2 separate regions of the Gossypium hirsutum genome follow, and region 1 is linked to region 2. The links are chromatin contacts, called in public Hi-C maps. All regions are on one chromosome and are shown on one strand. Each heading gives the region's core, a stretch centred on a gene start, on an enhancer-like site or on the middle of the called end of the contact. The rest is flanking DNA. Distances are from core to core; before and after follow the strand shown. Region 1 holds the start of LOC107933003 (trihelix transcription factor ASIL2). Region 2 has its middle 11 kb from the start of LOC107932956.

The links. A called contact is a pair of places that touch in the nucleus more often than the background predicts.
Region 1: a Hi-C map of leaf shows a contact between it and region 2, with 2.4 times the contacts expected there. The contact joins the promoter of LOC107933003 here to the enhancer-like site in region 2. A contact is called at or near these places in 11 of 34 Hi-C or Micro-C datasets (fibers, hypocotyl and leaf).

The regions. Positions count from the first base shown.
Region 1 is chrD07:501,240-508,335 of Gossypium_hirsutum_v2.1, forward strand. It overlaps LOC107933003 (trihelix transcription factor ASIL2), which reads left to right and starts at 3,954. Exons shown (of 2, transcript XM_016865138.2): 1 at 3,954-5,453; 2 at 6,559-6,863. The coding sequence starts at 4,402. The coding sequence ends at 5,445. It overlaps LOC107932967 (probable sulfate transporter 3.5), which reads right to left and starts at 737. Exons shown (of 12, transcript XM_016865099.2): 1 at 386-737; 2 at 101-308. The coding sequence starts at 689.
Region 2 is chrD07:445,778-452,804 of Gossypium_hirsutum_v2.1, forward strand. No RefSeq gene overlaps it. Among protein-coding and RNA genes, the nearest start is that of LOC107932956, 11 kb to the left of the region's middle. Within about 2 kb of position 3,929, at least 5 of the 9 cell types and tissues checked have an H3K27ac peak or open chromatin away from gene starts, as enhancers often do. A contact at or near this core is called in fibers and leaf, where this site is marked.

The DNA.
Region 1 (7,096 bases), core at 2,704-5,203, 55 kb after region 2:
AATGGGTTTGTTGGGTAAAATGGCCTGTAACAGGAATAATTTGAATTCTAGGTAGTAGTTAGGATTAACCTAATGTCATTAGATGTATTAAATGACTAACCTGCAAAATCCTAAAGCAGTTTGGAAAATCCCAGTGAAGAAAGTTGAAGTGTAAATCAAGTGAAGATACAATGTGGGGTCATCTTTTGATGATACCACAGCTCCTAGGGTTTCATGCATAAGCAACGAGCATGCCGCTACTGTTCCGACCGCTAAGTTATTTGAGCTCCCGAACACAGTATAAATAAGAGGTGGTACGAAGCTTGAATCTATGACGAATAACACGAATCAATACGACATATTTTTAGTGAAAAAAACCATTGAAGCCAAAGAGATTATAACTTACATAAGCCGATAATTGGAGGAAGATCAGCCAATTTGGCGTAGCTAATCCCTTGAGGGATCGCGAGGCTTGTAATGGTGATACCGGCAAGCACGTCATATCTAAATAAATGTAGATTGTACCTAGGTAGCCATTCAAAAATTGGGATGAAATATTGGATCGTTTTCTTGATTTTTTGCAATAGTTTGTCATGTCGGAACTTATCGAACGGATCATCAGGGAAGAACGTTTCTTTACAATCTTTTTTGAATGTTTTAATAAATTTTCTTGGGGTTGTGAAATTCACCGTATGTTTCGAATCCGTCATAATAAAAGAATAAGAAGTAAAATAATTCAAATCAGATTGGATCTGAAACCAAATCGATGTGGAGAGAGTGTGGAATAAAGGAAAAGAGTTTGGGAGTGAGATTTATATGGAAAACAATTAGTACGGAAATAATGCCAAAATAGTGGTTACAACTAACGAAAAATTTGACGAAGTTCGAAATGTTCGTCTTGGGACAAATGAAATGCTAGCATAACTCTATGTATGCCATATAAGTTTGTCTTAACACAAAACGAGGAATTAGTTGTATACAATTAATTTTACTACACTTCTTTTTTTCACTTTTAATTTTATGTTTTCACTTGGATTATCTTGATCTTAATTATCTATAATCTAAGGTTTTCATGTAAAATAAAAAACAATATTACCGATTAAGTCTTAGCTCAATTGACATTAGCCTTATTGTCAATTCAAGAGACGTGAGTTTGAACACGTTGAAGCGTATTTATCTTCTTAGGTAAGAGTTGGTAAGAGGCTATAGGTAGTTCTAGGCCTAGGTATTGTATAAAAAAAAATCTTAGGTGGATGAGTTTATAATACGACAACTAGAATGCTTCATTGATTGACATGTCAATATTTTATAATATTAAAATAAAAATTAAGATTCACTATTAATTTAAAATCAATTTAATTTTGGAATCAATTCTATTAATTATATTTTTTTCTTTTACATTATTATAAATGAATGCCTCATCTTTAGTGATTATTATTATTGTTGGCTAAAAAAAAATGAAAATACCCTAAAATCCAATATAATTAAGTGACAAAAAAAATTGAATAGTTAAATAACTATTTTGTAACTTTTCATAGTTAAGTGATAAAAAAAACCAAAAATTATAGTTGAGTGACTATTAATATAGTTTACCCTTTACTTCTGTAAGAATCTGAAGTCCTATAGAATGAATTTTCTTGACTATATTACTTGTAAAATGTTTTAATCTTTTTCTAGTTCGAAGTAATTTAATTAATTCATACTACTCATAACTCATACACAGGGCGTAGCTAGGTGGGCTGGCAGGAGCCCCGCCTCCCTTAAAATGAAAATTTTTTCATTTAGATCTTTTATTTTTTAAAATTTTAAATTAGTAAATGTAAAATTGCACTTTGCCTCCTAAAAATGATAAAAATTTGATTTAATCATTTAAAAATTATAAAGATATAGGCTATTAAAATAGTAAAATTATATTTTTATTATCGTAAAAATTACAATTTAATTTCGACTCCCTAAATAAAATTTCTGACTTCATCCCGGTTGATACATCATACAAGCAAACAAAATAGTAAAATAATATTTTTGGAAGAAGCCCAACACATTTAAAACGAATGTCTCATATTGATATAATATTACATACATTAAAATAACCACAGTTATATTACTCATATTAAATGCAATAATTTTTGTTATGACATAACAAATTAAAAAAAAAAACCTTAACTCACAAATCTGTATATTGTTTTTTTTTAAATTAGAACCTAATTTTTTTTATTAAAGGTGATATCTAAACTATTATTTCATTATTTATTTTAGCCCAAAACGTCAACTTTGTTTTAAAAAAAAATCTTAACCAATAATAAGTTGACATGTCATCTAGTAAAAACAATTATTTTTTCTATTTCATTTTTTTATTTCTTTATTTACCTTTTTCTTTTTCTATTTGCATTTCTTTCTTCTTTTGCCATAAACAATCCAAACATATTGTGTCTTGATTATTATAAATTAATGGGAAAATGCATTTTGCAGAGGATGCATGCTAGATATTGTCTTTTCATTTTCTTTGCCCGTCCACTCAGGAATGAGTTTTTGAACTAATTCCTTCAAATAGTAGGATGTTGCTTGATAGTCTAGGTTGTTTATGAGATAAGAGGAAAGAAAGGAGAATAGAAAAAAGAGAGAAGAGAGAAGAAAGAGAATTAGAAAAAAAAAGAAAGGCAATTAAAAAGAAAAAAAGAATTTAGAGAGTTAACATTTTGGGCTAATTTTTTTAAACTAAATTAACATTTTTAGCTAAAAAGTAAATTTAGGATCAGGCAGAGAGCAATATAATAAGATTGTCTAAGAGAAGAATGTGGAATTGGAGCAAGGGGAGGACGCGAGTTGCTTGCCTTTTTCTTCAGGCCGTCAGCCATATACATTGCCTTGAAGTATCACATGTCAAGCTATTATTGGTAAGTTAAAGGCAAGTTGCCAAGTGGTCTAGAGTTATAAGCCTAGGTAGAGTGGCACTATAATGTGCTCTGAGCTACCTTGGATGGGACGTGGTAGTTACAGTCTACTGGCGGTTAATGAGTGAGCCCTTCTGTAAGAGCCGAGGGTTTTTGCGAGGGGTTCCATTTGAGGGGTTTGCATGTACTACTTGTGGAGTAGATGGTTCAAGTCGTCCTATTAAGGTATAACAATCGTCCCCTAGCTAAGGAGGAGGTTATAGAGTGACTTGCCTTAAGGCATTCTTCCTTTCTTTTTTTAAGGAAATTTTTTGAAGGATAAATGGGTTGGGCTTTGAAGACTTCGTCAAAATGTTAGGAGAAAACTTCTGTAAAGGGTTAAGACATGCTTATATTAGGACATGTGCCTTTGGGGTAGTAAGGGTTTAGTATCACCGCGGAAGGTGATTAAAGTTGAAAGGGTGGGTTTTGTGCGTGAAAAGCTTGTATGATTGTCATTTTCCAAACACTACACGTCATTATCACCCACAATTATGACTAGGCATTACAATTCACAATTTGGAATTTGCACATGTAATTACCTTTTGTTTGAGTTTGAAAAACGCCATGTATCACACTATCATTTGTGGATAAGAGGCATGTTTTGTGGTTTTCTGTTTGGAGACGCTCTCTTATCCAAGGAGTTTATATAACTTTGGGTTTGGTCGTTTTATTACTTTTCACAGTAGTTCAAGAACTTCCAAGAAAGTTTTTCTACACTCACAACATCAATTGTTGATAAAACAATGTAGTAGATGGTAGAGATGGATGGTCACCCTGTTTAGGTCAATGTAGATAGTTGTTTAATAATGTTGCTTGAGAAAAATAAGATGGAACCAGAGTTAAGGTAGGAGAAGGTAGTATGCAAATTGCTTGCCCCTCTTCTCAGCCGTGAGCTATATATTGCTCCTTATCTTGGGACACCACATATTAAGTTGTGGTTGGTTAGAAGCAAGTGGTTGGGTGGTCTAGAGTTATAAGCCTAGGTAGAATGGTATTATGATGTACTGTAAGCTACATAAGATAGGACGGTTAATGAATGGGCTCTACTATCAAAGCCCAGGGGTTTTTGTGAAGAGTTATCTTTTAGGGGCTTTGCATGTATTGCTTGTGTAACAATATTTTAGCAATTATCCGCAACAACTTCAGAAGGGATGCATATATTGATTTTCGATTATTCATTATCAAAATTTAATTTTCCGAATCTACTTTACTTTCCTGGCAAAGAATTTAGATATTAAAGTAGTAGTTTCTAGGCTTTAGCTCTTTGAACCCAAGTAAGGCCCAAAATCAAAGATCCGAAATGTCCAAATTCGTGTTACTTTTAATTACCCTCAACCTCATCCCCAAATCATGAAAGCTTCCGAACCCTAGAATTTTCAATTGAGGGTTTGTTCTCCCCACGAAGCATTAATCTTCTTTCTTTTCTGACCTCCAATTCTCAATTTCCCAAAACCCACAACCCTAAAAGAAGGAAACCCTAAAGAGGAAGATGGATGGCGTTGAACCCTACTCTTTTAATCGCCATCCGCAATACCCTCGTTCAACCCGAACTCGCCATGTATACAGTTACGGACCAGACGAAGAGCTCGACGATGAAGAAGAAATGGAACTAGATAACGAAGATGTAGATGACGATAACGACGACGACCCAGATGTTTATTACCACCGCGTCAAAGAAAGCGAGCGTTTTGAAAGGTACCCAAAGCGTCAAAAGGTGAGAACATCAGTCCCTAGCTTCCAATACGCACCTGACCATAGAGATAGCTTAAAAAATGCCTATGATTGGACCCAACAGGAGATTTATGTTCTGTTAGAGGTTTGGGGGAATAGGTTTTTGCAATTAGGGAGGAGGAGTTTGAGGGGTGAAGATTGGGTTGATATTGCTGAGAAAGTTAGTGATGCTTTGAAAAGTATGAAAAATGAAGCTCAGTGTAGGCGTATGATTGATGGGTTGAAGAGGAAGTTTAAGAAAGAGAAGTCGAAAGCTGAGAGAATGGGGTTGAATTCGAGTAAATGGGTGTTCTTTAGGAAAATGGAGATGTTAATGGGGTTGGGTTCTTCTTCGTTTAGGCAACAAGAATCATGGTTGGCTTGTGGAGTCGATTCCGGGGAGTTTGTGTTTATGAATCCGCAAGTTTATTTGGATAGGTCTAATGGTTTCGATGAGATGAGGGATAGTCCTGCAGAGTCAGAGATAGATGATGATGATGATGATGGAGAAGAAGCCGATGGTGGGTCAATGAAAGTGGATGTGAACGATGAGCGTTCGTTGAGGATGTTGGCTGATTCAGTGCAGAGGTTCGGTAAGATATACGAGAAGATCGAGAGTAGTAAAAGGGAGCATATGAAGGAATTGGAGAAGATGAGGATGGATTTTCAGAAGGAGTTGGAAGTACAAAAGCAGCAGATTTTGGAGAGAGCACAAGCAGAGATTGCTAAAATGAAGGAAGAGGATGATGACGATGATGACGAGACTGATGATGATGATGACGGCAACGACAATGGCGATTCGACAGAAAATATCAGCGAATAGGTTTCTTGGTGTGTACTTATTGTGTATCTTTTTTCCTATAGTTTGCCATATCAAATTGCTTCCCGTTATTATAGATCATTTAATGTTGGATATGTTTCATTTGTTTCTCCTGTTTGTATTTGTTAATTGTTGCTTTATCTTGATTCTTGATATAATAGTGCTTATTTTATTTGGAGACTCACCTAAATAAGAAAGATTCATTGCCTATATATATATATATATTAGCATATCTTAACTAATAGTGGGTTAAGTCTGGTCTTCAGTTCAACTTAAGCTGATCAGGCGGGCCTTCTCACTGCCGGATGAGAACCTATAAAGGACCTTGCATAAAAGAGTAGATTTCTAGGCAATAGAAAGGATGGCCGTGTTTGGGCCCAATAATGCCTTTCTTATTCGGTCAGTGTTGATAGAGGTAGCAATAGATCTTACCGAGTATAAGGTCTTGATTAGGTTTCTAGATTGTAAAATTGTGTTGCAATTGAAGCGAATATGAGGTATAGCTTAAATTAATGGTTCTAGAGGTTTAATATGGCTCACCTTGAAATCCTTGTCCTCCTTTCTCCCATTTGTATGAAATGGTTAAAGTAGTTCTTGTACATTAAATCAAAGAGTAAATCGATCATTTATGTTAAAAATTTCATCCATTTGTACTGTTAAAAACTGGCGTGGTTGACGAAATAACCAGACAGCATGTGTACCTCATGCTGGTTTGTAGGGACCAGTTTTAATAGTAGAAATAGATGGAATTTTTAACAAAAAAGATCAGTTTGCTCTTTGATCTATCGTACATGGACTAATTTGTCCATATTTTGAGTAGAGGGGGCAAAATGCAATCTGACTCCTAGTATAGGGGCCTCTATGGTACTTTTACCATTCCTTGGCTTATTATATTTTCAGTCTTTTATGATATAGGATCCATCATAATCTATTGTATGATTATCTAGTTTCATTATTTTAGACCATAATCTTGTTTGTTTCCAGAACTTCTTAATGGCCATTGAACTCTATGCATTTGTTATGGGTTTTTTTTTCTTTCTAAATTATGATGTGGACTTCTCATTATCCGTTGAAGCCCTCATTAATTTTCTGACATTCTAAATGTTCTATTCTCAGCATTCAAAGCTTTATAATGAATGATTGCGTCAATCTGAACGGGCAACGAGAAGTACGTTCAATGGAGAATCTTGTGCTTTCTACATGGTGAGATTTCGTATGGAAGTTGAAAGTTTGTCTTTTTGGATGTTTTGTATTTAGAATCTATTAAATGTATGATATGTTAGGCTAGCTTTCATCATCTTCTTCGTATATATGCTGCCATTTGAAAATATTGAGCTCATTTTGACAGCTTTTTAAAACTGGCTCCTTAGAAGGCTTTTTAGACCGAACAAATGAATGCAGATTATCCTTGATTTCCTTTTTTTTTGGCCCAAGTTTCATTTGCTAATTTGAGAGAATACTTAAATCCAAGAGTTTAATCTTTGAAATGATGAGATGCATTTTTGAAGGATCATTTGATGCTTCCCAATTATTGATTGCAAATTATAAGCTTGCATTGACTCGAAGCCTGAACATTGCTTTAGGGCGTCAAAGATGAATGATAAATCTATTATTTTTTTGGGTTAACGGCACTGCTTGTCTCCTTGTTTTCGTC
Region 2 (7,027 bases), core at 2,679-5,178:
AAATTTAAAGTACTTTTTTTCTTTTTCCCTTTTATGTTTAAAGTAGGGGACCTGGTCCATAATCCATACGCTAAAAGAGCAATGAGACAATAAAATTTTGGGTTAATTCGTGATTTAACTTCTAAATTATACTCATTTCATGTTTTGGTATTTAAATTTCACATCAAATTTGACTATTAATCTATGTACTACATGTAAATTATAGATTTAGTTCGTACACTTTAATTTGGTCAATTTTAATCCTTATGCCTTTTGAATTGGTTAATTTTTAGTCATTGTACTTTTTGAATTTTAAAAGTTCAATCTTGACCCAAACAATAGTAGTCAAATTTGTTTGATTAAATTATGTTATTAGTCATAGAAATATCAATATTATATCAATTATGCTAATTTGTTTGGCTAGCTATCAATTTTGATGTTAAATGTTCACATCTAACGTAGAGCATGTTTAAAACAATTGATCAAATTATAATTAGTATGTACCTACCGCATGGACAATTGAGATCTAATGTATCAAAAAAGCAAACTATGTCATCACCATTTAAGAGGAGTATTTCCCTTTCTTTTTTACCTGTCAAATCCAAGTTATCCATGCGATAGATACATGCTTATTTAAAATTTGATTTATGTACTTTATATTTGAGTTGTTTGATTTATACAATGATGATACTTTCAAGACTCAATAAAATGCTTTGAAGTTTGAAGACCGATTTAGAATTTGAACTATAGTTCGAGGATGTACAATGAAATTAACCCTTCTTTTCTTCAATTGCTGGATTCCTACGTAAGAATGTAATAAAAAATTGCTTCACTTTTCTTGTGATCTATGTTTGGATAACGTGTTTACCCTTGCTTTAGCTGTTTTGAACTTTGTTAAATTCTTAATTAACAAATGTCAGAAAACTTAAAGGAAAAAAAAGTGGAAAAAAAAAACAGAATAACTATGTTTGTAGCTATTTGAAAAAAGAAAGAAAAAAAGGGTTTGATTTTACGCAAATAACGTCAATCAAGGAGCCTTTGTTGGTACAAATCAATGGCTAACAACAAATATTTTGTATGTTCATTGCCCATAATTATAGACTGGTCTTCCTATTTACAGAATTTAAATTTAAAAAAAGCAACAAAAAAGTTAGCTTATGTTTGAATGGGGGTTCTAACAAAGGAATTGGACAGATTAGCATCTAATCTGTTTGGTTTAGTAAATTAAATTACAAAGAATAGTATTACAAACGATGTTTCTGGCTGGAACCAAGCATGTTAAGTACAACATATCTGGCTAGGATGGCGCCCGGGCAAGCAGGTGCCTCAAAAATGGTGATGCATTTATGTTATACATGTACGCTCCGCCACTAGGATACCTTCATGAAGGCATCATAATCTCTTAACTTCGCCATACAAATTGTTTTGCTACATCACAAGCTAACCATTTCAGACAATTAGACTACTACCACTGGACTAATCAATTAAATTGGGAATTAGCTGGTATACAAGTATAAATATTAGTGTTGAATCCATATCTAACAGATGAATCGATCTTATAATATTTTTAATAATTTATTTAATTATTGTTGGCCTGACAATTGAATTAGTTGAATCAAAATTAGTAATTTAATTGATTCAACTAGTGATGTTTGAATTGGATTAGGAATCAATCAGAGTATCGGTTTGAAGAGTGACTTTGAACCGATCAGATTAAGAACCAATACGAACCGGTTGAACTGAGATTTTTTTTAAAAAATTAAATTTTTTGAATTTATAATAATTTTTTGATCAGATCAATTGAATTGATTGAACCAGTAAACTAACAACTTGAACGATTTGACCATTGTTTCAATTTAAAAAACATAAAATTCAACTATCAATCCAATTATTAAACATTACTGACAAAATATCAATCACTTATATCATGTAATGTAATCATCTCATGTTACATAAGAAAGAATCAAGAAGTGGCCACCTAACATATTAGGAGGCGATACATGACAAGGGAAGCTGACCATATTTATATCTCGCCACTGAGCAAGGGAGGATCACACATAGACACTTTCCTTCAAGCTCCAACCCCCATTTTTCATCCTCCCTACCTTCTTGCTCCTTCTCCTTTCCATCCTTACTCTTCCATCAAACCCTACGACTTTCAACCCAAATAAGGTAAAACGACTCTAACTTCCACGCCACTTTTTGGTATCAACAAAGTTAATACAATGAAAATTTTGTACTTATACACTCTAAAAAATTTATAATTTAGTTTTGGCCCTCCCTAAAAGAAAGTTTTAACTTTGTCCCTTTATTTGGTCTTTATTCTTCCAAACATGTCCATCATGGATTGCCTAGATTTAGGCCTAGTTCGGGAGAACAATTTGGCAAGTTACGTGGCACAAAATCATTAACGCATCTTTACATTGAATTTCTAAAATTTTGGAAGTGTTTAATTAAAAGTTTCAAAATTTTTGAAGGGTTTAATGAGAATTTTTTAAAACTTTGAGGTCTTAATTAAAATTTTCAAAAGCCTAATAAAAATTTCCAAAAATATTTAGATAGGCCAAGGCTCTCGACTCCCATTATGGTCTGTCTATACACAAAAATTGCAAAGGCAAGTCGAATACAGTTTATAAAAGAATTTGAAGGTAGGGACCTTCCAACACTTAGGAGAGGATAGGTAGTGTCAGCTAAAAATATTAGTAAAATTATTTTTTTTTAATTACGATATGTTTTATGTTAATTTTATGATTCGTGAATATTAAATTTTTTGATATTTGTGATTATTCTTTTCAACAACATCATTTTTAAAAAGAGAAGTTGAATTCTCCTGTTAAAATTGTAATATTCTTTACCATTACACCTAGCACTTGTTAATAATAAATTACATTTTGATCTTTCCAAATAATATAATTCAATATCAATCTTTAATATAAAATTTTTAGCTTCGTCCTATTGACAAGAGATGGAATTGGAAGCACTTAGGGGATACATTCAACAGCAAAAATCTGATAGGTATATTGCATTTTCAATAAAGAACAAAAGTTCAGATCTTGAAAATAATATTGTTAGGAGGGGCAACCATGAATCCCGAATTTTGAATTATAAAACAGACATGAAGATATGGTATCCTCACTTTATACCTAGACATTCAATCATTTCATGGACCCAAAAATGGTATAATTACCATTTAAACTCTTCATGTTTTGTGAAATTGTAAATTAATATAATAACCATTACTAACTCTTTTTTTTTAACAAATTTTTAGTTTCTCCCTAAATTCACTCCAAAAAGTCATATAAATAGACCATTTTGTCTTTTTGATTGATCTATATGTATAGAATGATCTAGCTTGTGAATCTAATATAGTAAAGATTTAGGAGTTTTGACTACTTTTTTATAAGTGAATAATTCTAATTATATCCTCAAATTATCGGTGTTATATTAATTAGGTTCTTTTGTTATTAAAATTATTAATTTAACTATTAAATGATACATCGGATCTTGTATGACATAATCTAAAATGAATATTGTTAAAATGGATGTTGTCAAAATATTGATTTTAAATTTTTTGGAACTTTTACGGATGCTTTATCGTTCACTCTTTTATTTTTTTAGTTTTACTTTATTTTTAGTATTTACTTTTAAAAGTTATGCTGCAACATCTTTTTTCTTAAAAATATCTAAAATTTGGCTATATAAGATTTGACACGTCATTTAACAGTTTTACTAACGAAAGGGCTTATTGATATAACTTGAATAATTTGGAGATATAATTAAAACATCTTAAAATATGAGAACTAATTTAAGATGAGGTTTGAGAACTCATAGAAATTGGGTGGTTAACATGTCAAACCTCCTTTAGAAATCCAAACAGAAAATAACATTGATGGCCCAAATAAATAGATATTATCATCTTGTTTAATGAACATGTATGTCATCACTACTTTCTCAAAGAGAAACTAATAGGCCCAAATATGAAAACTAGGCCTAAATTACACTCATGGGCTTGTTCATGGTGGCTCATGTCAAATTTTTAAAAATTTTGGAGGCGTTAATTAAAATTCCAAAAATTTTAAGGGTTCTGAATTGAAATTTTAAAAAATTTGAAAACCCAAGGCACCCTGGCTCCATTATAGTCAGCCTCTTGTTTTTATTAGGACTTCTAACATATGGTTATATATTGTATTAAAATTATATATAAAATTTGATTTAATATGTAATTTAATATATGAATTTTAATTTTTTATAATTATAAATATTAAATTTTGATTTCAATTTAATTGTGCATATTTAAAAAAATGAAGACATCGATTTATTTTTATATTATAATTATTTATGTATGTAATATGTAAATGTAAAATTGTATTATGTCGATAATAATGTTAGTTGTTTATAAAAATTAAATCAAACCAAAATGACATGCGCAAACCTAAAGTTCGTGTATAACATTGCATTTTTAACCAAAGTTTATGAGCAATTTTAGAATTCATTCTTATGTTCTTCCCCATAAAATAAGATGATACATTTGAAATGTAAATTTTTCAATATGACCTCATATTTAAGTAACTCGCTTTTAGTATCAAATTTTACATTTCAATCCTTAAAATTTAAAATCCGAAAAGAGGTGTCAACCGAATTTAAGGTGAAATCGCAAAAGATTTCCATAACAGTGAAGTTTTAATAAACATTGGGTCTTATGTTCGGTCCTAAACACTACTACCATTTAAATAAGACTCTAAATAGAGTTATTAATTCCATTACCAAAATTCGAGTCCTATTTTTCTTTTTCTTTTTCTTTTTACATCAAAGTCTTCAATTGTATTAATTTATCGGGACCATATTTCATTTACCAACTTGACTCAAATTGGCTTACTCTTGTTGTTGAAGTTGCATTACTAAGCCAACATCCCATCACCATCACAACAATTTAATAACCAAAAGGTTTTAGAAACTTGTACTAGTAGTTGAAAATTGTGATATATTTAATTGTTGTGGTTAAAGTTATGACATGAAATTTGGATCAAGGTTAATACGGACGGCGCGTGTGACGGAAGTTGTCGACGTTCGTCTGTTGGAAGAGTCTTGCAGGGCTCGGATGGGGACTGGCAGCTTTGATTTGCGATGAATATAGGGCTGCTTCGGTTTTTCAATTGGAGGCAAGGGCCTCTAGCTGGCTTGGGTGAATGGGGTATAGGAAGTAGAGTTGGAGAGCGACAATGGTGTTCTTGTCGAAGCTTTTCGGGCCGGCTGTGCTGTGGACAGCAATCTTACTGAGTTACGCTTAGTGTCGCAAATGCTCAGTCGGAGTTGGTGGTCCGTTTACGGTAAGTCCAGCAAACTGCAAATCTCGTCTCTGATCATATGGCCAAACTTGCACATGCTGATATTGGTTTAATGCAAGTGTTTGCAGAACCACTCGGATCAGTTTTGCGGATTCTGGCGGAAGACAACTTCAGTTTTGTAGTTGGTGCTAACTAGTCCTGTTAACTAGTTTCCTTTCAACCCCCAAAAAAAAAAAATTATGACATTGAAATTTATTTTCTTCTTCGTTCTCAATCATATTCAATCGATATAAAATTTGTATATCCATTAAATGCTTAACATCGTTTAAAAAATGGTTCCATATCATTATTTTAGTGATAATAATTAAATGTGAAATCAATTTAGATTTACTAATAATATTATAAAAATAAAAAGTAAATTAAATCAAATTGAGAAAACTTTAAAAAAAATTAAATAACTTGATGAAAATTTCTGAAAGTTTTGGTACAAGATACCTTGACTCCTATTGTAGTTCATATCTTGTTAGAATTATTAGAGTTACAACTTAGGGTTAATATTTGCTACATTGACAATGTATTGTTTTTATTTCACAAGCATGTTGTATGTCTCTCTTTTTTTTAAAAAAAAAATATTTATTATATCTCTAGGACATTTGTCAACCCCTGATGTTTCTCGTGGGGTATATTTTTCTCATAAAACAAATTGATACATTTGAAATTTAAATTTGTCAATATATAACCCCATTTTTAAGTGCTTGGCACCTAGTATCAAATTTTACAATTCAATTTTATATTAGATTAGATACTTTTAAAGAATTTATTTTGGTTCAAGTAATCACAAATTATAATTCCGAATAAAATTATAAATTGAATTCATAATACAATCGTTAAAGATTTTCAATATAAACATTACCTACCTTTCCTTATATATATAAATCCATGATGTTGATCAATGATTCCATGACCCAAAATTCAACTGTACTAAATTATGGGGACCATATTTCATTTACTAACTTGACTCCAATTATACCATTAGAGGGTCGTGTACTCTTGTTGTTGAAGTTGCATTACTAAATCCAGCACCCCATCACTGTCACAATGACTAAAAAGCTTTAGAAACTTAGAGACTTAATTTCTCTATTTTTATAATTTTATTAGTAGGCCTACAATCATGATATATTTATTTGTTGCTGTTAAAGCTATAAAGTGGAAGTCATTCTTTTTACTGTTTTTCGATGGTATAATTAGAGTGATAGGATAAGAATACATAAAATTATCAATAAAAAATTTACATATCAATTGAATATTTAAAACCATTTAAAAGTTATTTCAGGTCATTATTTATTCTTTTTTTTTTTAATATTAATCCCATCATAAGTTCTCATCATATTTACTTTTTTTGATACAATGCCTAAAATTAACTATTGCCCCTCCCAACCCTTAAATAGGAGAATAATGCATTTCAGCGCAATCAAACCCTCGCCCTACTAATAATGTTATAAGTCATGTTAAAGTAAAAATAAAAAAATATTAATTTCATTATAGGTTCTTATTACATCTGCTCTTTTTGATACAATGCCTAAAACTACCAATAGCTCCTCCCAACCCTTAAATATCAAATATTAAATTTCAATAGTGTAGAAAACTAAAGCCATAATTAAACCTAAACATGTTCAAGAATCATGCTTTTCGTTCAAGCCCAAGATTTGTCCAAAATTTGGGAGAGTTAGGACATACATATTAGAATTGAAAAATGGGTTAAG